Linked DNA regions of Mus musculus: all the other regions are linked to region 1. The links are chromatin contacts, called in public HiChIP or PLAC-seq and Micro-C maps. All regions are on one chromosome and are shown on one strand. Each heading gives the region's core, a stretch centred on a gene start, on an enhancer-like site or on the middle of the called end of the contact. The rest is flanking DNA. Distances are from core to core; before and after follow the strand shown. Region 1 holds the start of Usp34 (ubiquitin specific peptidase 34). Region 2 holds the start of Rel (reticuloendotheliosis oncogene). Region 3 holds the start of Pus10 (pseudouridylate synthase 10). Region 4 holds the start of 0610010F05Rik (RIKEN cDNA 0610010F05 gene). Region 5 overlaps 0610010F05Rik (RIKEN cDNA 0610010F05 gene).

Region 1 (2,721 bases), core at 84-2,583:
CTATGTTTACCATATCACTTCTACCAAGAATGAAATTTATGTCAAAATAGGAATAACCTTATAAAATACTAGGAAAATGTAGGATGACACAGATATGGGAAAATGTAGTTTGAATATATACAAAACACCTACTTTAATCTGTCAGGAACTAAATACATAGCTGAAAATAAATTATAAACCTTTTAGCCATTAAAGTGAAACTCAAGCACATAATAAAGTAAAAATTAAGCAACCAAAAGGGAATTACAATCTACAAATAGACTTTTTAAATGAATGAATTAAAAGGAATAAGTAGTTTCGAAATCTGTCAAAATATCACACTGAATATAAATTCCAATACCTCAAATGAATATTTGTCACAAATCAAGTTTGTGTAAATTATCTTTTCATCTAAACCACCTCTGGGCCCACAAGTGGCTGACGTGCAATATTCCCTGTTTCTTAAGCAGAAATGCAATCTTGCAAGGCCAAAAATAAAATATGTAATACAATAATAAAGAATAAGGAGTAAGGCCTCTCATTTTCAGAGACAGACCATGACTAACTCGGGGTGGTTGTCGTTGGTAGAGATCTCCTTATAATAGACTTTACTACTTAAACGACGAATGGTACTAAAGAAATACTATCACCTTTATTTTTAATTAAGGTAAGACGGTTCCAATCATCACTATTGCAGTTCAATTTCTGCTATTTAAGGGCTGGCAGATGGATTGAATACACCCACACACCCTCAAGGGATGGAAAAATCACCACCCTTCTCCCACGGACTTTAACGAAAATTAGCAGGTAAGCGAGGCCTCCCCAGCACGCTGGAAATCAAAGAGGGCGGCCCTGAGGCTCGGACTGCAGAGCAAAGCCTAGTCCTCCGACCCCACCTCCCCACACCTTCCTCGAAGGGGGAAAGGGGCGGAAGGGCTCATTAGTGCCTTCATTAATTGACACCTGTAATGAGGAAACTTTCCGAGACCGCCCAAGCCGGACCCGGCCGGGGCTGCGCCGCGGCCTCTCGGGCGCCCAGGTAACCCGGCGGCCTGGGCCCGAGGCGCCGCGACGGCCGCCGCCACCACGCACCTTCCCGGGCACACAGGCCCGTACGCCGGGCCGGCCCGGTCGCCGCAGCCCGCAGGCCGGGAAGGCAGGCAAGGCGGGAGAGCACAGCCCAGGGACCCCCAAACCGTGCACCCCGACGGGTCCCCTACCCGGCGACTTACTTTCATTTAACACCTCCACCAGGTCTGCGCAGTTCTCGCACATCGTTCGGCCGCCGCCCCCCCCTCCCCCGCTTAGGATCGCGCTGACTGATCCCGACCGGCGGGGGGGAGGGGACGGAGGCAGGGGAGGGGGCCGGCCTGCCGGCGGGGCGGGGAAGCGACGAGGGCGGGCGGCGGCGGCGAGGACGGGGCGGGGAGCCGCGGGTGGGGGAGGGGGCCGGCGGGCCCGGGAGCGGGAGCGGGCGGGGGCGAGGAGGGGGGCGAGGGGAGCGCAGGCCTCAGGGGCGCCTAGGCGCCGGCGGCGGGGGAAGGGGGAAGGACGGGGGAGGGGAGAGGGAGGGGTGGGTGGGGAGAGAAGCAGCAGAGTCACTTCACCACCGACCAGACGCCGCGGCCACCGCCGCCGCCGCCGCCATTTTAATGGAGCGCTCGGGCTGCGCTCGGCTCTTTCCGCCCAGGCGAAGGAGCCGAAGAGAGGCGCCTCGCGCACTCATTCCTCCGCCCTCCTCGCTGCCCCCGCCCTCCGCCTCTCTCCGCACACACGCCGCACGCCCTGCCGGAGCCGCTGGCCGCCCTCCCTTTCCTCTTCCGTCCGGCCTCCCCGCCCTCGGTCCACCCCCTGTGCGCGCTCGCCCTCCCCGCCCAGCCGGATCTCTGTCAGCGGCCGGAAGGGGAGCGCGCCGCCCGCCGCCGCGGGGGGAGGCGGGTGAGTGGAAGATGGCGGAGGCTGCGGGCGGGTCGCGGGTACGCGGCCTCTCCCGCCCCTACGGGCTCCGCGCTCCGGGAGACTCGGCCGGAGCCGCGACGGATGGCCCGCCCCGTCCCCTGCCGCGGCGCGGCGCCTCCTGATCTCCCGCACCCCCGAGGGGAAGCGGTGAAGTTTGCCTGTCCTTCGGGTACTTTGAGGGTGGAGACGGCCGCGGGTCAGCAGATGCTGGCAACGCCGCGGCTCGCTCCCCACCTGGCTTCGGGAGAATGGAACAGCCCAGGGCGCGTCTTAACCTGAATCCCTGTTTATCTCAGCCGTGCGGTTCTGTGAGGCTCATGGATCCTCAGCAGTGAAACACCTTGACAGGACTAGAAATGGCGCGGTTGAGAAACCGTGACACCTCGTTTTTACGCACGAGGTCTTACAACGTGTGTGTCTACCCATTCATTCTTCATCGGAAACGCTCTATTAGGCTTTTTCATCAGAGAGAGACAGCGAGAGCTAGTACCGTGAGGAACGAAGCCTGGCGTGATGGTTTACGACAGTACTTCCTAAATGCAGGCAGGAGGGTTGCTCCGAGTTCGAAGGCAGCCTGAGCGACTTTTATAACCCCATTTGCCCAGTGCCAAAAGAAATGGAGCCAGGAGTGGAAAACAAGTGAAAGGGACACCCAACTTAAGTTTGGTATTGCATTAAGAACTAGAAGCTCGGGCTGGTGAGATGGCTCAGTGGGTAAGAGCACCCGACTGCTCTTTCGAAGGTCCGAAGTTCAAATCCCAGCAACCACATGGTGGCTCACAA
Region 2 (2,721 bases), core at 139-2,638, 460 kb before region 1:
CTAAAAACACAACTGCTATTTATACTCTTTGAGAAGACAATTTGGAACTAGCAGATTTTAATTATTTCCTTCACTTTGGGGGAGTTGTATAACAGGATGAATTTTTTATGACAGGATAGTATATATTTTAATTATCCAACCCCCCCCCCCCCACACACACACACACACTTTGGCGTTCTTTGAAGCGCATGTAGAGGTAAGAGGACAACTTTTGGAAGTTGATTCTGTCCTTCCATGGATCAAACTCAATTTGTCAGGCTTGGTAGCAAGCGCAATTATTCTCTAAGCTATCTTGTTGGCCATGCAAGATGATATTCTCTATTTCCCCTCCATTACTTGTTTTAGTCAGTAAATGACTGGAGAACGTAAGAGGTGGAGCCAGATAACCCTGAGTTATTTCTGTTGTTGAGACAGTCCACCTACCTCAGCCTCCCGCGTGCTGGGAGTGCAGTGCGCTAAACGGGGCTGGATAATCTTAAGCTTAAATCGTGCAATTCCTTTCTAGAACTCTAAAGTATGGACAAGCTACTCAGCTTCTCCAAACCCCAATCAACCCTAATACTCGTGTATACAATGACATGCTAATACATCATAGACTAAGAGAACAGGTGCGTATTAGCAACTGAAGGCAAACAAGATTCCGCCTGACCTGTCAAAGCACCAAAGTTCGGTCCAGGCCTCAGGCCGTGGGTATCTCGGCCAATCTCTGGACGTCGTGTACATTTATACAGAATGGGGTTAGCGGCCTCGCAGTGCAGCTGAAAAACTTTGGTAGGTAAAAGACGTAATGTAGATATAGAGGGAAAATAAGGCTGCGGGGGTCCCCGTATGCAAATCTGCGCCTTACTGCCGAACGCGGGCGCTGGCGCTTCCGCACTTCCCCTCCAGAGCACCCGGACAACTCTCTGGCGCGGGGGCGGAGATTTGCATGTGCGAAATCGGGAAGAGGGGGAACCACCGGTCGAAAACCCCGGGCGGGCCTCGGGCGGCCAAGGAGCGCGCCCGGTGCACCGCCCGGCCCGCCTCCGGCCGCTCGGCCAGCATGACGTCACGAACACGCCCCTCGGCTTTAAGCGGCGCTCTCAAGGACTCTGGAGGAGGGGGATTTCTCAGGGACCGACGGCTTCTCACGCGCGGAGTCGTCGCTGCGCGCCCTCACGGAGCTCCCGGCGCGAGCGTGCAGGCTGTGGTGGCTCTGGAGGAAGTAAGCGCACTGGCCCGCGCGGGGTCGCGCGCCCGCCGCGAGGCTCCGCCCCCCGCCCCGGGTAGGCGGTGGCGCGAGTGACGTAAGCAGCGGGAAATCCCCCCCCCTCCCCCCACGTTCCGCCGGGCGGTCCGCCCCGCCCCCTGCCCCTGCCGCGGCATCCTGGCAAGGCGACGCCAGGACACTAGTGACCGGAGCGCGAAGATTCGGGGGTGGGAAGGTGTGAGCCGCAAACCCAGAGGAGCCGGGAAAGAAGAGGAGGCCCGGGGGTGGTCCGAGGACAGGCGTCCCGGCTGCGGAGGCTGCTCAGCCTCCTCACTGGTTGGCTGACTGACGGGCTAGCTGGCTGACTGCCTGCCTGACCGACTGCCTGGCTGACTGACTCACTGACTGACTGACTGGCTGCCTTGCAGCCTCGGGCCGGACGCTGGAAGCTGCAGCGAGCGGCGCGCGGAGCCGAGCCATGGCCTCGAGTGAGTACCGGGGCGAGCACTCGCGGGTCACGGGGAGGAGCTGTCGGGGGCTCCGTTTGGGGTTAGGACGGTCTGCCTTTCAAGTCTTCTCATCTGGCAAATTGTCAGCCGTTTGAAAAGTTGCCCGCTCCGGGGTTTGCGTGTGAAATCAAAGCGGCGCACTGTAATCTGATCTTCTCCTAATAGCCAGAACCTTCGAAATTCCCAACGGTGTGCTTTTAGGATCACAGGGGGTAATCTCAGTAAAGGAGAGCAGAGAAGCCTCGCGTTTAAAGACTCAGTGGTATGGAGACCCAGTTTTACATTTTTGAACAAAAAAGAGGAACCTCCGGACCTCAGACGAGCTTTCTTTTTTTAAGTCCAATCGTGCTAGCGGCTGACACTGGTACAGAATGTGGCGTGGCTGTGAAAGTCCTCAGTGGCGTTTTAATTCGTTCCAAGCGAAAACACTACCCCCGCCCCCACGAGCTAAAGATGTTGCTTGTCTAATTTACCGTGTAGAGACCTCGATCCCTTCAACCCCCAACCCCAAACCTGCACGCGCGTTTTGTTAGCAGCAAGAGGACGAGATTTGATTATACTTTAAAGTAACTGGTAGGGTTGAAAATGTCATCGTTTAATGTCAGTGTTTTATCTGCCACTAGTAAGTTTTGGATCATCTGCTTTGAGGGGGACATTTATAAGAAACAGTTTACAGGACAGGGGAGTTTAGTATGACAGTCGTACTATATGTAAAGCAAGCACTTGAAGCAGCTGAGATGGTGGTGGGAGCTAAAAATGACACCTTCTGTCTGTAGCAGGACGCTGACCCTTATCTTCCCAGTGACCCTCAGTAGAAGGCAGCCGACGTCTGGCAGAGAAGAGGAAGTAGAAAGCTTAGTGAACTCTTTAAGAGTTGAGCAGAACAATATCATAACTCCTGCTGTAAAGGAAACTGGGGTGTTTCACATGACACTTGATTTCAGTTTGTCTGTGGTTTTCATGAGAAAACAAGTGTAGTTTAAAATATTTCAACTTTCTCTTTACCCATTTAAATGAAGCCAG
Region 3 (2,721 bases), core at 141-2,640, 360 kb before region 1:
CACACCACAGAATCTTAAGATGCATCTTGGACAGGTGCCAGAACTGAACAACAGCTGTGCCACGTGCTTGTTCTCCTCAGTCAGTGGAAGCATACTAGAAGAAACTAAAATGAGCACTTTCAGTATTCTACAGCTACGTGCTGTATTTATGTCCTTAAAAAGAAAAGCTTTCATTTGAAAAATTCTATTTTGTACCCTTCAAATACTGCTTGTCATATCTATATTCTAAAATATGAACTTGACTAAGTGAGTATGTGGATTACAGGGGAGAGGAACAAAGAAAGACAAGCTTGCTCTGGACATGACATTAAAAACTTTCCGATTCCGGGACTTGGGACCACTCAGGGTTGCCTGTGTAAACCTTTCAAGGAAGTACTTACAATATGGGAATATACTCTATTAAAGAAAAAAAAATCAAGAAACTCCATGTGGCCAAGTATTTATTTCAGTTTCATAATCCCGTCTATCAGTTCACTTAACCTATTAATTTAATGTTAAGTAAAGAGTCTATGAGGAGTTGGAAATAATTATGTAAAAATGCATCTTCTTGCCAGGTGTAAGCGCTCACGCTTATAATTTCAGTACACAAGAAACAAGAAGATCTCCATGAGTTCAAAGCTAACCTAGGCTAAATAGAGAATCAAAGCCAGCGGGGGAGAGGGGGGTAGCTGAAACAGTCTTGAGTTTCACACCATAAGATCTTTTTTAATGCATTTCCTCCTGCACAGGCATAGTTCGTCCTCTGGCATGGGAGTAGGGGAAAGGTAAGGGGAAAGCTCTGTTCTGGCCAAACAAGCCCTTAACTCTATGTGCTGAGGTTCTAGAAACTTACCACTCACTCCACCTGACTAACAAACAAAAGGGACTGCAGCTACGCCTCTTCGACACCCAGTCCCTAACCCCTCACCTCGTACTTCCTAGGCCTTACCTTCTCCCAAGATGCCGCAGCCGAGTCTTAACCCTTTTCGGCCCTGGGTGGGAACGGGGAAGAGTAAAGACAGCGCACCTACTGCGCTCAGCCGTTGTGTTCCCCAAGAAAACCAGAGCTTTACAACGAAAGTACCAGGCCCCTCACGAGAGGAATGCAGGAACCCCCTCGTCTTACACGGTGACCTGTAAGGCTGTCCGCCTGGCAGCCTGCACTCCCCCTAGCTCTACGAACGAAAGACTGCGAGGGGCTTTACTGCTAGCCTTAAAGGGTCGGCCGGCAAAGGAGCCTCCGACGGACTCGGCACCTAGGTCGTAGTAGCTGCTGCCAGAAACGTCGATGAGCCCCTACTCAAATTTGAAACCCAGACTAGGGAAAAGAAAGAGGGACGTCCCGCTCTCCCGACTCCCGACCCCCTCCCACACCCCAGCAAATTAGCTGTTCCCTTCCTCCTTCCTCCAGCTTCGCCTGACCACACGCCTTGGCCTGACGTCAGGCGTGGGCGGGGCGGAGGGCTCGGTGTTCTGCCTGTCGTGCCTGGCAAGCGAGGCGCTCCTTCACCCAGCCGTCGCAGTCGCTTCCCTGAGCCGGAGCGGAGCTGGCGGAGAGATGGCCTCCCAGCCGCCGCCGCCCCCCAAACCCTGGGAGTCTCGCAGAATTCCCGGGGCCGGCCCCGGGCCGGGCTCCGGCCCCGGCCCCACTTACCAGTGAGTGTGAGGTGTTTGGGCCGCGACTTTGGAGGCCAGAGCGGGGACTTGGCAGGAGGCGGTTGAAGCCGTTATTGGGGGGAGGCGTCGCTTCCCGCTGCCGGCCCGGGGCGAGTGCAGAGCGGGTCTGGAGTCTGCTGGCTGTACGACCGCCCGTTCTTCCCCCGGGCGCCCCGCCGGCCCCACGGATGCAGGAGCTAGAAAGAAAAGCGGCGCTTCCCTGCCTTTTCGCTTTTGCGGGACATGGGGGGGCGGGACAGCCTGACCCGCTTCAAAGCGACGAGCTTGGGTCTGCTGCCGAGCGCGACGTTGGCCCAGCCAGGACAAGGATAGAGAGCAAAAGTCATGGAAAAGCTTTACAGCCTCTCCAGAAGTTGGTTGAACGACCCAAAGGTCACGTTTACGCAACATGGAATCCAAGCTCTTACCCTTGGCTTTCTTTTCTAGCATAACTTAACGTTTAGGTTGAGGGTTGAAAGAATTCTAAGACAGGAATTCGAGGTCTGTGGGTAGCCTTTGTGTACAAAATTGTGTGTGTGACTGTCGTCTAAGGCCTATAAAGTTTTTATTTGCTTTGATTTAAATCAGTAACAAATGGGTCTGCAACTTTTAAAAATTTAAAACAGAATTAGAGTTTCAGGAACCTGTGTTTTCTTTGGATAAATAGATACCTTAATCCAGGCGACATGATTTCAGAGCAAGTTTGTACGTTTTCCTGGCGCGTAAAAATCTCTGTACGTTGGAGTACTTTTCTCTTATTGGAAAATCTGGTGCTCTTTTAAAAGTACTAAAACACTTGGGCACAGTAACTAATAGATACAATTAGAGTGATAAGCTGTATTTTTCGTGTTAAAGCAACACTTATTGGTGATACTTTCATTAGAATGTTTCTAAGTGTGTTCTTTGCTATCCCGTTAAACTTCTCTGAACATTACTTAGCCTTCTGGGTTTGTTGTTGTTTTGTTGTATGTGCCTTAAATTTTATGATTGTTTTCTGTACCTGTTTATATTTGTTTTACTAATGGTATGCAATTATGGGTTATTCCATTAATGTTGAACTTATCTTGCATTTTTAAATGAACCTAC
Region 4 (2,721 bases), core at 139-2,638, 330 kb before region 1:
GAAAAGAAAAGAAAAAGTAATTGTATAACCTTCGTAGTGTGCCATGTTGATTAAAGTAGATAACAGATGCATACCTGGCATATATAAATGTTCCATGGATGATAGGCTTCCTTTACTGCATGCATTAATTTGACAAATGAGCCCTTCACAAGTCTGGTTACAAAAACCTGGGCATCACGAAGCATTCATAAAGCAGAAACCGTGGCTTATCTGCTGCCACACTTATCTGACTTGGAGGTCGAAAGCTCTATGTGCAGCCACTGAAGTTCAAGCTGAATGTGAACACATGTTCTCCTGAGAGCAAGACAGGGACCATTCGCTCCCAGCAGGAAGCCTGAGCCTGCGAAATGATCCAAGTGCTTCTCTCACCGTGCTACTCGGAGCTTCGCTGAGGTCTGAGGCCCATTATCAAATGTGGAAGCCTCATTCCTTGGGCATAATTTGGACTCTACCTGCACATTGAGACCACCTCCCCCCAGTGGGAAGGGAGATCTATTTGAGTGGTAGGAGGAAAGCCTTGGCAGATAAGGCGATTGAAGAGAAAACAATAAACAACAACAAAAAACAAACAAACGTTCAACTTCCTCTGGGAAACAAAAAAGAAATGAAGATTTGATCGAAACCATAACATTGAGAGTTACTTATATTCTTTTTGATATACAGCTTACACTGAATACATTGCTCGTTCTCACTGTCTCTGTCTCTGTCTCTGTCTCTCTCTCTCTCTGTCTCTCTCTCTCTCTCTCTCTCTCTCTCTGTCTCTGTCTCTCTCTGCTTGCAAACAGGTTTATTAGTGGACACTGTTTTAGTTTAATCTTGCCAGAACCATGGAGTGATTGCCAACGAAAACTCACATCTGGCCACTAATACATTTCCATCAGTGCTCTAAGACTGAACATCAATCAGCCTTCCAAGTTTAACACTGGAACATTTGCCACACTATATCTGAGAAGTCGCCAGCTTTTCAGTTTACAGTATGTTTCTAAGTCCCAGCCAACGCCCTATCCAATCATATATTTTTTCTGTTGAACCTAAGCAGCTTATAGCAAAATGAGTGACAGGGAAAGATTTATTCTTTTCATTCGAGCTCCCTTTATCTCCCACGTTCAAGATCAAGCGCTGAGGACCTAGTCGCTAAGAGACATGACGCTAAGAGAGTGGGGACGCTGCACTGCGACAGGCCAGAGAGGACGAGCCAGAGAGGGCAGGGTGAAGAGCAGGCTCTGTGCAGCGGTGGGCTGCACTCTGGCACCGCCCGCACCCGCCCACCCGCAGGATCTCGTCGCTCATTGGATGCTCTGCTGCGGCGCTAGCTTGCGATTGGCCCGGGCGCGTCGATCAGGCCCCGCCCCTCGGCGCTCTTGCTGGGCGGCTGGCTAGCGGGCGCAGGCGGGTGCGGCCGCGGCTCGTGAGGCCGCCTCAGCCTGGCGTGTGCGCCGGGTCGCGCCGTTCTGGGCGCGAGCGCGGGCGGTGCTGGCCGCTGCAGGTGACACCGGCGCGGTGAGGGCCGCCGCGGCCCTGTGGAGGTGAGAGAGACGCTGAGAGGCTGGGGCACCCACTCGGAAGCTGGAGTGGGGCGAGGGCCGGGAGCGCCGCTGCCCATCCGGGCGGGCGGACTGGCGGGCGGGCGGGCGGTGCGGGGCCCCGCTGCCCGGAAGCCCGCGGACGCCCGGGCGCTGCCTGCGGCCCCGTCCCGCCGCCGCCCTCGCCTACGCTCTTGGCGACGGAGCCCAGCTTCGGTCGCCGGACTCCGGCCCTCACAGTCCCCGCCAGGCTGCTTTCCGATGCCTTTGTCTGCTCCTCTCCAGCCCGCGCCTCGAGTCGGTGTCCACGCCGCGGAATCCCGGTCCCGAGGACGCGCCGCGCAGGGAGCCTCGGACCCGGGCTTGGAAAGGCTACTTACCCGGGTGGGCAGTGATGTCCGGTCTTTCAGAATCAGAGCCAACCGGCTGGGTCACACGTGTGGATGAGAGTCAGGAAGTCTGTTGTAGATCAGGACTAACAGCCTCCCTCTGCTGTGCCAGAGGCCTTCCACCTGTCCCTGTGACCACCCCCCACCTCCACTCCCTCCTCTGCCTAGGGAAAGATCAAGAGCCCCCTTTTCATTGAAAAATGAAAAGCAGATGCTTGTCCATATGAATAAGCCAAAATAAGGAATAGGTTATGTTCTTTAAAGGTGTAAAATGTTAAAACAATAGAATTTTTATATTTTAGTAAATAATGTTATTTATTTACTAAATATATTATACCTTAAACACTTTTAAAGTATGGTGTCATGCATGAGAGGATAATTTTGAGTTTTAGATATTTTCTTTTGGTCATAGTTTTTTATACGTTTATACCTTTCTCCAGAATGAGATGCATGTGCCAGCTGTTCTAAGACTGTATGTTATTCATACCCTAAAGGAAACATTCTCAGAGATTAGTTTAACTAGAATACACAGTAGTTTTTTTCCCTTGATTGGAAAGATTCAATTGTGTCAACAGAAAAAAAATTCACACCCAAGTTACTTAAATCATCCATTACCACGAATAAATGAGTATTATATTTGAAATATACAAGTTTTTAAGAATTTGATGGAGACATCTTTCTTGTTATTTTAATTAAGTGCTGGGAACTTAGCTCATTTGTGGAGTACACTGCCACCACCACCACCAAAAACAGAAAATAAATTTTAATTAAATATCTGAAAGTTAAAAGTGAAAAAGCAGCACACAAGG
Region 5 (2,721 bases), core at 125-2,624, 280 kb before region 1:
GTGTTTCCTTGCATTATAAGTTCTCCATGGATCTTTAGTTGTTCTTCCAGATCCAAATCTGCCCTCTGACACTTTCACTCAGTAGTCTGAAGCTTGAGATACGTGCATCTTGGAGAATGAACTCAGTCAGAGTCACAGAAACCCCTAACATCTGACCAGCAACAACAGTTCTGTCTGGCAAGCATAGGCAGCCTGTTACGGGGATAGGCTTTCTCACACTGGCATAGTTTAACACTCAGCTAAGTATTTAGAGTTATGCCCATATTCCCTTATACTAACAGCTTATTTATTGCTTTGGACTGTGTCGTTTTGTCCCAGGGTTGGTCCAGGTTGGTTCTTCCCTGTGGGAAGTATTTTTAGATAAGAGGACATTCATATTTCTAATCTCACAAAGTTCTCAGTATGAATTGCCTAACTCTATGCCTAGCTTTGATTGTTTTCCAGTACTTTCTGATAGTTTTGATACCATTTTTGTTGTTTTCATATCAATTAACGTAGAAGGTATTGCCATGTCCTGTTCCGTACCATCACATATGTCTCATTATGTCTTCTAGCCAATGTATAACTCTTGATCTATTATTATCTTGCCTACTTACTGTGGTATCCTCAGGGTCATTGTATGTCCTCACATCTCTCTATGTAGGTTTCCCATGAGCAGTAGTGACAAGAGCAAAATGTGAAAGTAGTGCACAAAGAACTGTTTGAGAGTGCTGCCTCGTGCATTCTTCTTGCCTTTATACTTTGTTTTTAGAGTATTGTCCCTTCCCTTCCAGATTCCACTTCTCTCTCGGCCAGAATAGACTCAGGATATTGACTTCAGAAGACTACATTCCAGAGTATAATTTGTCCCAGGCTGCTTCCCAAACCATTCCTACCTTGCCTCCTTCCTGAACAAAATTAATTTGAAAGCTTTTTTGTGTCCTGATGCTGTCCCTCATTATTAAATTACATTTTTTCCAAGAACTTGATTCCACTGTCAAATTAGATAAATAAATATGTAGTTTTCCCTGACATTTTGATCTAGCACACAAAGCAGTGTGCCCTCATCTCATTCCTCAAAGCTTTTCAAGTACAAAGGAGAGATAAGATTAGAACAAGCCCTGTGCAGCAGCTTCATTCTGACTTCCTGTGTATGTGGGGCTTGTGTAGACATCGCTGGCCTTCCCCCTCCTCCTCCTCCTCTCTCTTTTAGAAAAATTGGTTATGTGTCTATTTTATTGAAAGTAGCAATGGCAGGGTATGGGACTCTTGTTTCTAATATTGTCCTTTGTTTATCAGGGAAAAAGGAGAAGCCAAAGAAATTTACTAAGCCGCCAAAAAAACAACTGTCCTCACCCTGTTCTCAAAAGAAAGAGAAGACACTGGAGAAGGTAATTGTGTGATTTTAAAGTCCTTATAGGAAGTGAGCAAGCAAGTATAGCCAAGACAGTGCAAATAGAGTAATGAATGACATAGTGGATTCGAGCAGTGTTAGTGGATGAGACTCTGGAAGATGTGGGACCTTTGGAAAAGGAAGGGGTGAAACAAAGTATAGGCATGCTACGCCATCCTCCATATAATGAGATGGGACATGTACATGGATTTCCTTCCTCATGCATGAGCCACGTAGTCCATGGAGAGCTGCACATGCAATTGGTAAGGTTGATTGTTCCTGAGAACGTGATGCGGAAAGGACTTTCACAGACTTTGCATTATGTGTGCTAGTTAACCTTTTAACATTTAACCAGTAGTACACATTTATAAAAAGTGAAGAGACTTTTTAAATTGAAGTTAATTCTACTCTATTACCTATAAAATTCACTCTTATTTCCCCGTGCCATTGAAGTGATAAACTGTGAGAGCTGGAAGAGCAGCAGTAGCAGCAGGAGCCTGAGGAGAGCCCTGAGCTCCAGAGAGTACTAAAGGCCGGTTCTAATAAGATCTGCATGGGGCTGGAGACAGGCTGCAAGAGTTACACTGGCTGCTAGCCGAAGGACCCAGGTTCTGTTTCCAGTACCCACATGGCAGCTCACAGCTGTCTGTAATTCCAGATCCAGGGGATCCAACACCATCACGCAGACAGACATGGAGGCAGAACACCAATGTACATAAAATTAAATAAAAATAAAATTAAAAACAAAGATAAGATCCACAGTTACATTGGATGGGTTGCACATTCCTCTTAGTTAAGTACTACAGATGTATGAATAGATAAATTTTTTGAGATTGCATAAGCTTAATATATATTATATATATAAGCTTGTTAATATGATAAGCTTATTAATGCAATCTTTATTAGGATTATATAATATTATAATCTCATATAATATATATTAATCTTTATATATATTGCATAAGCTTTGCATAAATTCAACAGATAAAGATTCAAAGTCTATTTTTTCTCTTTGACGAAGTTTTTTAACTTCACTAAAGTTAAAAAGATTGTCTCACTATTATAGGTCTTTTTTTTGCTGCAAGACTTTATTTATTTATTTGTTTGTTTATTTATTTAATTGGAGTCTTACTATGTAGCCCTGGCTAGCTTGAAACTCTCCATGTAGACCAGGCTGACCTTGTCATGGAGCCCTGCCTGCCTCTGTTGGGATAACACAGGCACCACACCATTCCTAGCTGCTGCTGCAAGGTTTAAATGAAGTAACAGTTCTAGATGTTCTTGGAATGTGTCTTGAGCTCAATAAATGTAACTTGTTCTTATAATTAAGTAGAATGCTAATTAATAAA

The links. A called contact is a pair of places that touch in the nucleus more often than the background predicts. HiChIP or PLAC-seq counts read pairs in DNA pulled down with a chosen protein or histone mark.
Region 2: a Micro-C map of embryonic stem cells shows a contact between it and region 1, with 9 times the contacts expected there. The contact joins the promoter of Rel here to the promoter of Usp34 in region 1. A contact is called at or near these places in 5 of 484 Hi-C or Micro-C datasets (CD4 T cells, CD8 T cells, LSK cells and 2 more) and 2 of 115 datasets of contacts at active chromatin or transcription factors (effector CD8 T cells and memory CD8 T cells).
Region 3: a contact with region 1 is called in an H3K4me3 HiChIP or PLAC-seq map of the SCID.adh cell line, with 14 read pairs. The contact joins the promoter of Pus10 here to the promoter of Usp34 in region 1. A contact is called at or near these places in 5 of 484 Hi-C or Micro-C datasets (CD4 T cells, the N1E-115 cell line, Th1 cells and 1 more), 4 of 115 datasets of contacts at active chromatin or transcription factors (the SCID.adh cell line, effector CD8 T cells, embryonic stem cells and 1 more) and 1 of 9 other capture datasets (adipose tissue).
Region 4: a contact with region 1 is called in an H3K4me3 HiChIP or PLAC-seq map of the SCID.adh cell line, with 25 read pairs. The contact joins the promoter of 0610010F05Rik here to the promoter of Usp34 in region 1. A contact is called at or near these places in 3 of 39 promoter capture datasets (cranial neural crest, liver and pre-B cells), 1 of 15 datasets of contacts at CTCF or cohesin (CD8 T cells), 4 of 484 Hi-C or Micro-C datasets (CD4 T cells, cardiomyocytes, embryonic stem cells and 1 more), 4 of 115 datasets of contacts at active chromatin or transcription factors (the SCID.adh cell line, astrocytes, bone marrow-derived macrophages and 1 more) and 1 of 9 other capture datasets (liver).
Region 5: an H3K4me3 HiChIP or PLAC-seq map of the SCID.adh cell line shows a contact between it and region 1, with 10 read pairs. The contact joins the enhancer-like site here to the promoter of Usp34 in region 1. A contact is called at or near these places in 3 of 39 promoter capture datasets (the 3T3-L1 cell line, the HPC-7 cell line and stem cell-derived epiblast-like cells), 1 of 484 Hi-C or Micro-C datasets (the N1E-115 cell line) and 2 of 115 datasets of contacts at active chromatin or transcription factors (the SCID.adh cell line and bone marrow-derived macrophages).

Annotation. Positions count from the first base shown.
Region 1 is chr11:23,305,507-23,308,227 of GRCm38.p6, reverse strand. It overlaps Usp34 (ubiquitin specific peptidase 34), which reads right to left and starts at 1,333. Exons shown (of 80, transcript NM_001190401.2): 1 at 1,212-1,333. The coding sequence starts at 1,254.
Region 2 is chr11:23,769,636-23,772,356 of GRCm38.p6, reverse strand. It overlaps Rel (reticuloendotheliosis oncogene), which reads left to right and starts at 1,388. Exons shown (of 10, transcript NM_009044.3): 1 at 1,388-1,677. The coding sequence starts at 1,668.
Region 3 is chr11:23,664,661-23,667,381 of GRCm38.p6, reverse strand. It overlaps Pus10 (pseudouridylate synthase 10), which reads right to left and starts at 1,390. Exons shown (of 18, transcript NM_028304.3): 1 at 929-1,390; 2 at 1-104. The coding sequence starts at 93. It overlaps Pex13 (peroxisomal biogenesis factor 13), which reads left to right and starts at 1,499. Exons shown (of 4, transcript NM_023651.5): 1 at 1,499-1,635. The coding sequence starts at 1,538.
Region 4 is chr11:23,632,298-23,635,018 of GRCm38.p6, reverse strand. It overlaps 0610010F05Rik (RIKEN cDNA 0610010F05 gene), which reads left to right and starts at 1,388. Exons shown (of 22, transcript NM_027860.3): 1 at 1,388-1,526.
Region 5 is chr11:23,583,169-23,585,889 of GRCm38.p6, reverse strand. 0610010F05Rik (RIKEN cDNA 0610010F05 gene) reads left to right here. Exons shown (of 22, transcript NM_027860.3): 17 at 1,279-1,370. Among named protein-coding and RNA genes, the nearest start is that of 0610010F05Rik, 49 kb to the left of the region's middle. Within about 2 kb of position 1,374, at least 8 of the 459 cell types and tissues checked have an H3K27ac peak or open chromatin away from gene starts, as enhancers often do. A contact at or near this core is called in the SCID.adh cell line, where this site is marked.